Linked DNA regions of Anser cygnoides: region 1 is linked to region 2. Evidence: chromatin contacts called from public Hi-C data. All regions are on one chromosome and are shown on one strand. The core of a region is the stretch at or near the end of the contact, and the rest is flanking DNA. Distances in the headings are between cores, read along the strand shown.

Region 1 (6,697 bases), core at 2,146-4,645, 130 kb before region 2:
AGAAAGTGAAAAACTGTAGAAAATGGAATACTAAACCACTGGTATGGATTTGTCAAAGACAAAAGATATTCAGCCTGCTTGGTTTCCTCTTTCAACAGAATAAATGGCCTAGTAAATAACGAGTAAATAACTAGTAAATAACAAGGTGTGACAAACCTTGACATTAGCATAATTTTTAAATTTCGGCTGAAAGATGAAGGCTAACAAGTTTTAGCATCAGAAGCATATACACGCAGTTAGAAAAAATCACTTTCAAGTAAGTAGTTTTCAGAAGATCCCTGTCAAATTGGGAGAGCATTGAACAACTCCTAACTTTACAAATTTTAGTTTTCATTTCATCTTATTGGGTTTGGACCAAAGAAAAGAACAAAACACTGTGCAGTTATGAGAAAACACAATCAAATAGAAAATAAAGAATGAGAACTATTTAGCTAGATGTTGAGGACAGAAATGGATTAAGGTTACAGTGGGATTAACCCAGAAATGGGTTAGAGTTACTTAAATTAAATCTGAGCCAACACCATGATGTCCTTCCAAAGAATCATGTACTAGGATGATAAAATGGGAATGATAACTACTACAAATTTGGCTTTGATGAGTCCTCAAAGGAAATTCTGTGTTCAGCTTAGGAAAAACTTGTTTAGCAAGCAAGTAGAGAGAATTCTGAAGAAACAAAAAAGAGCAAGAGGTTTTAGAAAAAGGAATTTTATGGGGAAAAAAAAATAAAAGGCGGTGAATTTGGTCTAGATAAGATGGAGGAGACAAATGGGAAAAGTCCAGTGGGAGAAGAATAAGCAGAAATGCTATTCACATCAAAGATTAAGGTGGAAAAAGCTTTATAGGAAGGAGGTGAGACACTAGAAAGCACTATCTGAAGAGAATAAGAAAATATCCTTACTAAGAACATTAGTAGGCTGTTATGTTCTTTGTCAGGGATTGTTTATGTACACTTGATGGAGCTTCAAAGCAGAAATTCAGACTACATACTCCTCTTGATCCTTTCTAGCCTTCAATTTCTATAATTTTAGGAGAAAATATACTGCATTAAAAACATGGGTAAGAGGAATAATGGAGAGTCATTACAATAAATTACACAATATTCATTCTCCAATATGAGGAAGGGAGAACAACAAAATACATAACCTTTATCAACCTCTAGTTTAATTTTAGAATTCCTGATTAGGAGCATCTGCTGTCTGTCAAAGGTATCTGTCTTCAGCCAGTATCATTTACATAATCCCAGTGGTAGACGAGGACCACAAGCAAGTAACTCTACATCAAACAGCAAAATAGACTAGCTATAACTTCAATCTCAACTTAATTTCCCATGGCTCTGAGCAATATCTGATAGCTTTGTGGGCCATGTGTATGTGGTAGTTTCATCCTGATGGGCATAAACTCCACCACAACCAGTCTTTCACTCCCTCTCCTCAAAAGATGAGGGGTGGGGAGAAAGTATGATGGGAAAGATAAAAGGCTCATGGATTGAGATAAGGATAATTTAATTAAAAGGAAAAGAAAGAGAAAAAATAAGCAAAGACCACACAGAAGCAAAGAGGGAGAAAAAACAATTATTCTCTACTTCCCATCAATGAGCAATGTTCAGCCACAACTTGGGAAGCAGGGCCACAATACATACAGTGGTTGTTTGGGAGGACAGAGGTTTTCATAATGAAAGACCCCCTCCTTCTTGCCCTTTCCCACCTTTTATTGCCAAGTATGGCAACATATGGTATGGAATATCCCTTTAGCTGGTTTGGATCAGCTGCACTGGCGATGTCCCCTCCCCACCTCTTGTGCACCCTCAACATACTGGCTCAGGAGGGAGTCCTGATGCTGTGCCAACACTGCTCAGCAGTAGACAAAATACTGGTGTGATACCAATGCTGTTCTAGCTACAAGTGCAGAGCACAGCACTGTATGGGCTGCTGCAGGGAAAGTTAACTCCATCCCAGCCAAACCCAGTAGAGTGCACCAGAGGTTGGGGACAGACTTAAACAGGTATCTTCTCTCTCTCTTCTCCCAGATGTGGGTTAATCACTGAATAATGCTCCAATTTATGTTACTGACATGAAAAATGAAAACTAACCTGGATTTTATATATCATAGCAAACTTAATTTCAACACTTCCAGATGATTTTCAACTTTGAGTCTTTATCAATTACATGAAGAATTACCCAGGTTAGCTACAAAAGCCTAATTCCATAGTTTTTTAGATGTCTTGTTTATTTTTAAATATTAATAATGTATTTCACATGATTATCAATAAATTTCTGGTTATAAACTCGATGAAACTGCAACTCATAAAAGTCAGTTATAACAAAAAAAGTGTTTTGTTTTGTTTTGTTTTAAAGAACTACAAAATCAACAGGATTTTAACTCAAACAAAGCAAGTTACTCTGTATATTATAGCACAAGGAAACATAGCTATTCCACTGTCTACAGGAGGGCTACACTGTTGTTCCCTTAAAGTAATGAAAACATAAAGAATTAAACAAAAAAATGAAACGCTGATGAAAAAGGGGACAGAGTTCAAAGAAAGTGCACATTTCCGTTGTTCACATGAAGATCTGTTGTGCATTCACAGATGTAGCCATGAAAAACAGACTTCACTAACTATTTGATATGGGTTTTATACTAAAACAAGAAGCACTTTCCTACTATTTGGCAGTAAACACTTCAATTTCTTGGAAATTATAATGTAACTTACATATTTTAGAGGAAGAAGGGAAAAACCCACCTCAGAGCTATTATCAGTTGTATAGCAAATGGAAAAAAAAATGTTAAAAACAGCTCCGCAGATAAAGGAAGAATATGTTTAGTTAAAATATTCTTGGGAAGTTTACTTCTGCATTGTATATCATCTATGCATTTGAAGATTTACTAAAATAGTTATCCCTAATTTATTCTAGTGTGATCATTTTGCTGTAAATCCTCAAGGGGACACTGCTATTCTATGATAGGTATTTTAGTAAATGTTCAAGTGTAGATAAACTTATGCAAGTAACTTGCTTCTGGCACTTAATTCTGTCTCACTTTCCCTATCTGCTAGAACATATATATATATATATATTTCATTGCATGTATTTTGTTCTAAACCTGACCTACACACCCAGAGTCACAGCCTGTGTTTTTCACCCTAGGACTGCTACTCAGTGGCTTTCACATAAATTGACTGATTCATTTTTAGAGAAGAGAAAGATTAGAACCCATCGTAATTACTTTTAATCCCTAGAGGGAAGTTATTCTGCCCTTATTTGCCATAAAGAATACCTTGCTCCTGGATTTCAGCAGAACTTGAGGATGAACTAAACTCAGAACTATTTAGCTGTAGACATTTCTCAGCATGTGCAAAAGCAGAGCTTTAGGGGACTTTTACATGGAAAATATAAAGCACTTACCATGACCCTGTTGTTTTGTTTTGTTTTTTTTTTTTTAAACTTACCAGCAGCTCTGAGCAGCTCACTAATGTTTACAATGGAAGCATCTTGTGACCTCTGATGTGCTGGGGACAACTTATACTGGAATGGCTGCCGAAGTTCCACTGCTGTGCTTACTCCCCTCCAAACCCAGCAAAATAGCTGGATTTCTCCTGAATCACTACTTACTCACTAGTGTTTCAGAGTCTGATAGTTTTCCTTTATGCTTACCAAGGGCAAGAACAACTTCACAATTATCTCTGATGTTGACTCAGTAGATGCTAAGGGGCTGCAGCAGTAACTTTGTTAGACATTTAGTGATTCCAAAGTTAAAATCACACTTACGTGTAAGTAGGGGTCATTATGCAACAATAACAGAGAGTTACAAGCAAAGGCATCCAGGTAAACAAATTATTGATTTAGTTTCTGGTTTATCTACCTCCATGAACATGTGTTTAGAACAATGAGAAAGAAAGTTTCTTTTTTTGTTTGTTTGTTTTTTTCAAAAATGGCATTTGATTGCTAGATATTTTCTCAATCTTGAATTGCATTACTTTCTACATTAATTTTTCTATAATTAAAGTTAGCCTTTGGGGCAGAGGTAGCGTTTGGTAAATCAGTAGTTCATGTGTCATCCAACATTTCTATCGCAGTGTTTAACTTGGCCAAATCTAGATTTATCTTTTGGAACTGAGTCCAGCCTTTTACTTGGCAAAATGCTATCATTGCATTATGTGACTTGTCCTTTGAATGGGCATGTCAGCTGTGTTCTGTCCACACAGAGGAGATATTAATGATGAGCATAACTTACTTGATGCAAGTGCCCACTATCAAGAATTGTTACTGGAGTCAGCCTGATTCCTTAGCAGATCCCAAAGTTCCCAGAAAAACTTGATGAAACTATACCATAATATACCTTTTTTTTTTTTTCCAGTTATCTGTTGAGCCAATCTAAATGCAAATTAAGTGGCAGAGAGTTCTGAATACTAATGACTAAAATTGTCCAGTGAATGGCAACTAATGCAATACATCCATACATACATCTTGGCCCTACCAATTTTTATGTCGTATCTCACTGACACAGCAAGAATAAATTAGTCTATTTTTCCACTGATTTACACATAATGCAGATTACCACTACTACTTTAAATTTACATATAGTGAAGTATGGACATTAGTCAGAAATCAATAAAGGCCTTTCCTTTAAAGGTCTTATGCACCTGCAAATCATGCGATGAAATTACTAGATGGGAAAAATGATGTTGTCTCACTACTGTGTATTAGCAGATCAGGTTCTGCTCCTTAAAGCCAAGAAACATAGCAAAGACTTTATGTGCAGTCCTCTACCAGTTGCCATCTATCACTACACAGCATGGCTGCAACTGCTGTCTCTCTAGTTTCCATACAACAGAGGAATGTACAGTAAAGAAGACAGCAGAGATGTCTGTCCATTTTCTCTCTCATGCTATATTTTCTGTGGCATCCTCTTTCCCATGATCTTCCAAAGTGACTGAGCTTCCTTCAGGAATCTTCTGTTATTCCCTTCTCTCAATGTCTGTACAGTCAGCAGGAACCAGAGAAATCTAATTTGATCCAAGCATTGTTGTAAAGGTATTAGTACAGGTCTGAGCTGAATATACCCTGTCTTTTACATTATCTAGTACCACATGATCACCCAGTTTTTATTTGGGGCAGACATGAAGTCAGTTGACTAACAGCAGGACCAAAATTTGCTTACATATGACTATACCAGTTTCTCCTCTTGTGTTCATCCAGAGATACAACTTAAGAGGCTAGCAAGGGTGACATCCCATTATGGAACCAGATTCTGGATGTGAAAGGATAATTTTGCATACCAATGTTAAAATTGAATTTTTTGCTTTTCACCTCAGTGATGACTATTAAAATCCTATTGTTTACTTACTTATATCCAATAAACTACCATAAATAATATATGTAAGTTACCTGCATAATAATACTATAATAATGTATGTAAGTTATCTGCATGATAATATAGACACCAAAAGACTTTGGTGTGGTCCAAAGAATTTCCATGCTGAGTGGAGCTCCCTAAAGCAATCACTAAGAAATGTCAGGCAAGGAATTTTCTGAAGATTCATCCCTCTAGAGACTGACACTGTGAATCAAGACTGCAGGAACCTAACATCTAGCATTCCCACTTTGCAGGCAAATACTTTAGCTACTAAGATGTAAGTTATAAGTGAAACTGCTAGTCCTTGTTACATTGCTGTGATTTTTAAGTTGCCATACGTACTGTTTCATGTAGAATGTTGAGTAGCCTTTGTTTGCTCGGTCTTTTGTACTGTATCAATCCTATTTGGGATTTGGGAGCTGCTAGTCCAAGTGTCTGGATATCACTTGTTTTTAAGCACCTATTTCTTCAGGTAAATGCCATTTTGAGAATACCAGAAGACAGAAACATACCAATTAGGGAATATTCAAACAGGAAGATTAAACAAACACAGCATAGGAGTTACTAAACATTATTTTTAATTTTAGCTTTGAACTTTGCTGTTTGAAGCTTCTCCAAACCGCTTGGAACTAACTTACCTATTAAAAGGACTGGAGGTTTTTCAAGAAATATTATTGATCTGTAATTATTGATTACAATCTGAAACACTGATAGGAATGGAGGTGCTAGTGGACCTTTGTACACAGAGACCAATATCTTAGGATAACAGGAGTCAGTACATACTAAATTACAGTTTTTTACTTCTGAGCTATGATTTTGGTTAACTGCTCACCTCCTCTAACAATGTTAACTTGCAGAAACAAGAACAACAACAAAAACTTTGGCAGCTATATCATTTAACGATCAGTTAACAACATGGAGATTATATTCCAAATTAGAGAGTAGTATCACTTTCAGTTCATACATACAAGGAATTATGTAATTTAGACTTACTTCCTTAGTTCATTTTTATTTAAGTTCAATTGGGGAGCGGGGGGAGAGGAACACAACTTGTCAGTGTTAGCCAACATAAACCTAGCATCTAGAATCTTACTTTAATAAGGAGAAACTGAAAACTTTTAATAGCATTCTTCCTAGCAAGTTACTGGGAATCTTGACAATTCCCATGAAGAAACCAACTGGAAACTTAGATAAAACAAGATCTTTAGAGAAGCTAAAACAGATTCAAATACTACGTAAACTCTGTACTCTGCTCGAGTGGTGTTTTTGATTCTATTAATATTCTCTGGACTATATAGGTAAAAAGCTTATCTTGCACCCTTGAGCAACTCAAGTGGACTCATAA
Region 2 (7,719 bases), core at 4,207-6,706:
GTGGTAGCACCTGGTTCTGTTCAGCTATGTAGCATTGCCTTGGTGATATTTTTTGTGAAATAAAGCTATTAACACAGAGTACGGAAGAAGATAGTAGCTGAATGCACTATATGAATGGCATATGGTAGAGTTAATTTGGTGGAAAAGCCCTTGATTCTTGGAATTTTGAGTGTTTGTTTTCTGTTTCATAATATTAGGTTTTGTACTTGATTTCCTGATTTGCCTTTTTGTAGGCATGGGAAGGGAATGTTAGTACTGAATCACTTGAAAGATATTGTTGAAGCCTGTGCTTTGAAGTGGTGCTAGAACATAGTGCTAGGGAAGTGGATCAATATTGTTAAGGGCTCTGTGTATCTAAATCGTGATAGTAGCATGTTCTTAACTAAAGAAGCAATGTTAATTATGTATGATGCTATTGATGGCCTAAAGGAAAACAATGATTTTCTGCATTTGTACAGTTACATGTACTAAACCTCTTTTTGATACGTTTGCTGTTTTAATATTTGCTGTCAAGGGAGACAACATCTAGCTCTTCCATTTTTCCCATATTTGTTATTCTCAATGCCAAAAATGAAACATGGAATTTACAGAAGTACATGAGTATACATCAAAAAAAAGCTGAACTGGTTTCACTTGTATGGTTGAAACTTGATAAAATCTCTTTTTGACCCAAGACCAAAAGCTGACAAATAAAGCCCAAAAGGGATTTGCTTGAGAAGATGATTTGTTACTGTAAAGGGAGAATTAAAATGGAATCTGCATCTCTTCTGTAAGGATTATCCTTGTATTACACTGCTTGTCTGTTATGTCCCTCTCTCATGCCTTGTTTAAATTGAGGATAGAAGCCTATTACTCTTCATCAGCTGATAAGAGTTAATTCCTTAGCTTTGTAGGCAAAAGTCTGCTTTGGTCCTGTATCTTCATGTTGGATGGTATTATTGAGGCATTTCTGACAAATTTTTTGAAAATTAAAATGTGAAACATAAGTGATATATGAGGATAAGGACTTAAATATGTTTGTATTCCCTGAGCATAAGATCTATACTATGGAGCAATGTCACAAGATTTTGCTGTTAAAGACACTCTCTTTTAGAAACAAAACAGTTTCTTGAGAAGGTAGTTGAAACTGAGAAATATGTATGGTTTTGGTGCATGTGATAAACATTTCAATAATTTCAATAGAAATATTGATCTTTTGGCCCGCCCTGATTCCTGTCTTGATCTCTTCTTTTTTTAAACATTCCATGTGCTACGGACAAAGTTCCCCATGCCACCTTGCTTTGTTTCCTTTCAGCCTCTCCTCAAAAGTAGAATATAAAAGTTCAAAAAGGAAAACAAAACAACAACAACAAAAAAAAAAAACACTGGGGAAGAGTCATGAGGCAAAAATGTATAATGTTGGCTTCTTAAGCTTACATTTAGATATTTTAAGTAGGTATTCTATTTTTTCAGGGAAAAATGAGCCCCATAAAGATTGTAAAGTAATCTTATGAAGGATCTGTTTAATTATGGCAATATCTGTTTTTAAAGCAATCATGAGTAAACTAACGTCTATGTTTTGTTTTGCCTTTTAGGCAGATACACAGATTGACAGAGAACATCAAAACTTCTATGAAGCATCTTTAGAATATGTTTTTAAAATTCAAGAAGTACAAGAGAAAAAGAAATTTGAATTTGTTGAACCTGTAAGTTTTATATTTTATTCGTACAAAATTTAGAATGCATTTATTTAAAGCTGGAAATTTAATACAAAATATCTATTTTTTGTCTCTTTTTTTAAATTGTGATTACAGTTCATTTGCGTATAGAGAGGCATTAAGGTCTAGGCTTGGGCATTTTCCGTGGTTATTAAAGGTTTATGTAAGAGTATCATATTTACTATGAAGTGAAATGTCAAATGACTTGGAGTGTGCCTAACATTTTAATGGGACAACATGTAATGTTTTGTCTGTGCAACACTTACTGGGTATTTCCTAATATCATGGTTTCATGGCTGAAATTTTGAGCTAGTTTTTTGGATTCATATATTCCACATAGGCAGCATATATGTTTGTTTTTCCAACTTATACATGAAATAACGTGAAAAATCAGTTCTATAGGATGGGTGTATTTCCGTTTTGCTGGTGAAGTCATTTGTCTTTAGTTTACCATGCATAAAAAAGAAACCATACCTTGACATGCCAAAAAGAGGAGGATGAAGTTACGCTCTAAAGTCCATGTTTAGATATGGGATTTCACGTCTGGGATTTCCTCCTGGACTGCACCACACCCCAGAGAGACCTGCCAGGTTGATCAGAACCAGAAGCTGCTTCAGTGCGACGTGCTAGCATATTTCTATGGCATATTAGTAGTATTAATACTGTTCATGTCATGGAGGACTAGCTTGCCATTTGCCTTATTTATTAGCACCTGTAGGCCTTGACAGAGAACTTCTAGTGTCGTCTGTCCCTTCCTGTTAAGCATTCTGAGCAGAGCAGAACATCATTTGTGAAAAAGGAACATGACAAGCATAACTTTTTCTGTCTCCACACCATCTTCTAGCTCCCCTGTAACTAACCGAAGCTGCACTCTTGACTGAAACAGGTTGAATTACATCTCTAACACCCACTGTCACCAAGTAGAGCTTCTCAGATGCATTCCTCCTATGAGATGAGAATGTATTGTATAGTGAATGTTTGACATTGATGCAAACTAATGAACCTGAATTCAGCAAGCAGTACTTACAGAAATCCTATCTTTATGGCATGCAGCTGCCAAATCTTAGAGACTAAAACTTTGCTTAGATTCCTAAATAAGAACATTTTTCTACCTGTCACAGATTAATCCAGAGTGTGTCTCTCTGTCTCCTTCTGTAAAACTCTCACATCCTGGAAAAATCTAGCAAACTTGACCTAGCTCTGACCCTTGTATAGGAGACTTTATGCTCCTTTAAAGTAGTAGAAACTTGCTGTATTGAGAAGGCATGGCACATCAGGAAATATTGTTGTGCAATTCTGTGTAGTTAAAATAGGGCATCTTTCATCCTATGTGCTAGACAGAGAGGAAGAAATAAATTTAATTCTGTATATTATAGCTGGAGATACAGAGTTTTATTCTTTTGACCAAGAGCTGTCCTCACAATATGTCAGCCACCACAGCAGCAGCTATCAGTTACCAAAATGAAAGAGAGATTTATTAGTGCATCAGTGCTGATACTGAGCAGACAAGCAGGGGAGGTTGCCGGTAGACTCTGTGTTGTGGACCTGGGTATTTTTGTCACCAGGTGTATGCATCCAGTAGGTGAAATTTACTTGGGGTAGATCAGTTGCCATCCTGTGTTTGATCAGTAGGCTGTTTGGCCCAGTGTGCTGTTTGTTACACACAGGCCATTACTTGATGTTCCAGAGCAAGGTGCAGGAAAAACTATGATGACTGGGTACTGATAGCCCTTGTGGGAAGTGTCTTCTGGCTCTAGTGTATATTGTTTATAATCAAACTGAATGTAAATAGAGCTTAAGTTTTAGCATCAGTTATAAAACTTTGAATCTCCAAAATTCCTACTTTTTTTGTTTCTAGTCTGTTTCGTACAAGGTTTTGGAATTTAAAAAAAAAAAAAAAAACATTTACAGAAACCCACAAGGCAAAGTATGCCAAGTGAAATATAGTGCACATCAGCAATACCATGGGATGAAGGAAAAAAAAAAAAATCAGTCTTCAATATAGACTTTGTAAAAATGCCTGGTGATTTATGAATTATGAGCATGTGCACCTAGATGCAAGTAGATAAGGACAGAGCCTAACACTTTAAAATCTGCTATCGAAGGAATTACCATATTACTCATTTTCCTCTGTGTGCTCTAAAGATGTTCAGATGCTAGAAAAAGCCTGGTTGTGTGCATATACAGACATTCCTCCTCATGAGCTCTGCTGGTTGTGGGGCATTCTGGTGCAGGTGCTGCTTAGGTCTGATTTGTCAGCTCAGTGTTGTGTCCCAGTACATTTCTCAGTCTGACATACTACTAGTAGACTTTTGGAAGGGGGTCTTAACAACATCAAAGAAATGCCATTAGTGTGGTGAAAGAGGGAATTGTCATGCCCATGTGGAAGAGAGGCAAGTTCATGACATGAGAATAGAATTTAAAATTATCTGCTGGAGCTCCTTCCAGCATCTTCAGTTTGTCCATGCCCAAAGATAAGGATTCCCTGGGAAATAGACTGGGATAGGTCACCCAGCGAAAACTGCCAGGTGGGTTATGCACAGGACAGTAGAAGTTGGTGAGAGTAGAGAATGTTTCTTCCTGGAGGGCAGTAGGGAAGGACTGGGAGGCACGAGATGTTAATGATTCGTACTCTGCATAGAGGATAGTGGCATTTAGTGTAGGCTTCTGCAGCTGGTCCTCAGGCCCTGGATTTCTCTGCTCTTCTGTGCGTCTGGTCTCATGATGTTCATGAGGGTATGAGTAATGGGTGGCTGCCTCTTTGTGATCCTCCTAGATTTTTTTTTTTTCAAGGAAAAGAATAAGCTTTTCACACAGATCATGAATTTAAACTTTTGCTTTCTCAAAGACAAATTATTGTTAAAATTTACCTTGCAGTTAAAAAACAAAAGAAGTGACAATTATCTCTGCTCCCGGCCTTGCCCATGTGGGCCCAGAGAAGGTCATCAAAAATAGTACAGCTTTCTGAGGATGTTGTGCTTAAGAGGGAAATACAACCTCCTGCCCTGAGCTCTGCTCTGTCCCTCAGTGATGCCAGGGCCTTCCTGGCCTGCAGGAATCAGGGCACAGAGTTCATACGCAGTGAGCTGAAATGTGAGGGGTGGTCCGTTAACCGCCACAAAAGCCCAAGAGTGTTTATTTAAAGGGGAAAAAAAAAATGTCAGTAATTGCATGCAGTACATGCAACTTCACTTTTTAGTCCAAAGAGACTGTGGATGTTAAACTCGATTTCTCCTTTCTTGGATTTTCTACATTATTAACTACATTCACTTCAATCTGATGGAGAAGTACCTTCTGGTGCTATTTACTTATAAATAAAATGAAACTGAGGAGACAGGGACTTTTGGCTGATGTGCTGCAGGCCAAAGGTTAAATTCCTCTCCTATCCGAAACCTAAGCACAGTCTCCTTCCTGTGAGAATGAAATGACCAGGCAGTCTTGAGGTCACCAGCTCTACATAAAAATAAATAAAGTCTCAAGAAGTAGCTGGATTTTGTTTCAGGTTCTGTGTTGAAATCCTCACAGCCCTTGGACAGTGAGTAGCATTGTGTTACTGAGCTCAGTCCTCAGTTTTTGTTGACGTGACCGATTAGGTACTCAGAACGAGGTAACTGCAAGGTATGTGCAGCTTGTCAAACTGATGATACAAACATTACATGTGATGTTTGGTGAAATCAGTCAGCTCTTAACATGTGAAGACCACCTTGAAATACACTGGAGAGGGAAAAAAAAAAAGGCTGTTTTTCTTTTCCATCCTTTAAAATAAATCCCCTTAAAATTATGAGCCTAGACTTAGCAGCAGTGCCTCTTGTAACATCAGCAGCAAAAAAACCCCACTGTGAGCACAAGCCTGGGGTGGAAGTCCTTGGCTTTTAGATCTCCTCCATGTAATGCTATGGCTATGCCTGTGATGATGGAAGCAATTAGGAAAATACCACACAGCACAGGCCCTAGGTGCTTTCTGTCCCTCTGTTCTTCCACCACTAGAGGAACATAAGTAGCAGCAAATACCATCCTCACTCAGTATCAGTTGTTTCAACAGAACTTGAATAAATTAGAGTAGGACTTGCATAAAACAAACATGTTTTTACTTTTCTTTTATTATTCCACTTTTTCAAAGTGCTCAGAGAGTATTTGACCAGGAGATTCTCAATGCACACCCTCTGCAATGCACAACTGCCAGAATAGCTGAACAGGACTTTCACCAAAATACATTCTGATTTTTCTGTGGTGGTGTTGTTTTTGGTTTTTGCTCTGGTTGTGTTGTTTTTTTTTTTCCTCTTTTTTTTTTCTTTTTCTTTCTAATAAATTCATCTTTGCTGCCATCTAGTGCTAAATCTTTTCCTTCCCAGTATTTTCCCATGCACTCAGTAAAAGCTGTTTGTAGAATGGAAGCTGGTTTTCTTTCAGTATTCAAGCTGAAATTTAAACAGTTTGTAGTTATGTTCTTTAGAAATGCATTTTAAATTGATCTTTAAAATTCAGATACCAGCTGACATACTGCATCTTTCTACCACTAGCTCTTTTACTGAAATTTTAGTGTGCCTTAACAGCCTGCTCTGGCTGCAGTTTTGGTGGGTGCTCACAGTACTCCTGCAGGTCTTCTGGTAAAAGGGATGGGTTTAGCACTGAACTCATAATTACACATTAACTTAATCCCCTTCATTTTTTACTGAAACAAGTTTGAGTAAGCACAGGAATAGTTATGCAGCTGTATCTGAAGGGGCTGTGGTTGGGTAGGTGATGAGTAACTGGATTTGTACTATGAGTGGGGGCTTTGCACAGCTGGAGCCAGAGCAGACTCTTAGTTACAATTTACTTATTTGTTTTAGACTTTATTCATAAAAAATGAAAATTGTTTTTCTTTTTAAAGAGTTAGAATTACATTATAAACCTTAAAATTATAGAACTTTTTACAGCAGTTTACATAATTGGAGCTTTTTAAGATAGATTGTCATATTTGGACCTTCCTCAGAACTACTCGAATAACCAGTAAGGGACTTTCAGGACCAGTCATTAGCTGAGATAATGCTTTCAGCTGGGCAGATGGTCATTTAAATTTGAGATGATTTATCCAAGATGTGGAGCGCTCTGCTGGGTTGCCTGTGTTGTTTGTTTGGTAGTGGGATGTAGTTCAGGAGCTCACACCCATTGTAGAGGACCCTTGGCTTTTATGTCCAAGGATTTTCTCAGTTCTTCAGGCTCTGTGATGCCATAGTTTTATCTCATCCTACAGTATCAGTAAAAACCAAGGGGGAAGTCCTTCACCCAGCCATGCCTTCACACATATTTATGCAGTACTGATGGTCTGTAAACCTCAAGCAGTTTTAACTTTCTAATGCAGCAGAAGAACTGGCTTTCTGAGTCAGAGATATGCTCACTGAAGGACTCAGTGACCAGGGCTGGCAGAAGGATGTGAGGGGTGCATGATGAAGCTGAATGGGGAAAGAGAGAAGGAACTGGGATGTGAGAGTAAGATTTTGGTCCAGCAGAAGCAAGTCATCATTTTAGCTCCTCTGTCCAGTGACCTGCGTCATTTCTCATCCGTCAAGCTGCTGCACTTTCTACGTTAAAAGGTGTGAAATGTCTTGCTGTGCTGGGGAACTGATGAGGCTATAAAATTACAAAACATTATTTTAGCTATTCCATCGAAATACAAATGTTTCATTAGTGTTAATCTCAGTGTGTGAACAATGCAGAGGGCTGCTGAACAAAGGGCATGGAGTGATGTGAAAGGAGGGGATCACAAAATCAATGATGTGATATCAACAACCTTGAGAGGGGTCACCTCCAGCACTTGTAGGTATTTCCTTGCTAACCTGCAAGGAGCATTATGGAGAAATCCACCAAACATCTTCTGGGAACACAACATGCCAGGGTAATTCTCTTAAGTGCCTGTACAGTAGCACAGTGTGGGGAATAACAGTAAGTTAGAGAGCTCTATGTACTTGCAGGGCTATGATCTTATTGGCATTATGGCGATGTGGTGGGATGGCTCCCATGGTTGGAGTGTTGGAATGGA

The links. A called contact is a pair of places that touch in the nucleus more often than the background predicts.
Region 1: a contact with region 2 is called in a Hi-C map of liver, with 2.6 times the contacts expected there. The contact joins two enhancer-like sites. A contact is called at or near these places in 3 of 7 Hi-C or Micro-C datasets (granulosa cells and liver).

The regions. Positions count from the first base shown.
Region 1 is chr1:198,287,534-198,294,230 of Taihu_goose_T2T_genome, reverse strand. No RefSeq gene overlaps it. Among named protein-coding and RNA genes, the nearest start is that of ARHGAP42, 8.9 kb to the right of the region's middle. Within about 2 kb of position 3,395, at least 1 of the 3 cell types and tissues checked has open chromatin away from gene starts, as enhancers often do. A contact at or near this core is called in liver, where this site is marked.
Region 2 is chr1:198,160,163-198,167,881 of Taihu_goose_T2T_genome, reverse strand. It overlaps ARHGAP42 (Rho GTPase activating protein 42), which reads left to right. Exons shown (of 24, transcript XM_013178134.3): 6 at 1,575-1,685. Among named protein-coding and RNA genes, the nearest start is that of PGR, 100 kb to the right of the region's middle. Within about 2 kb of position 5,456, at least 1 of the 3 cell types and tissues checked has open chromatin away from gene starts, as enhancers often do. A contact at or near this core is called in liver, where this site is marked.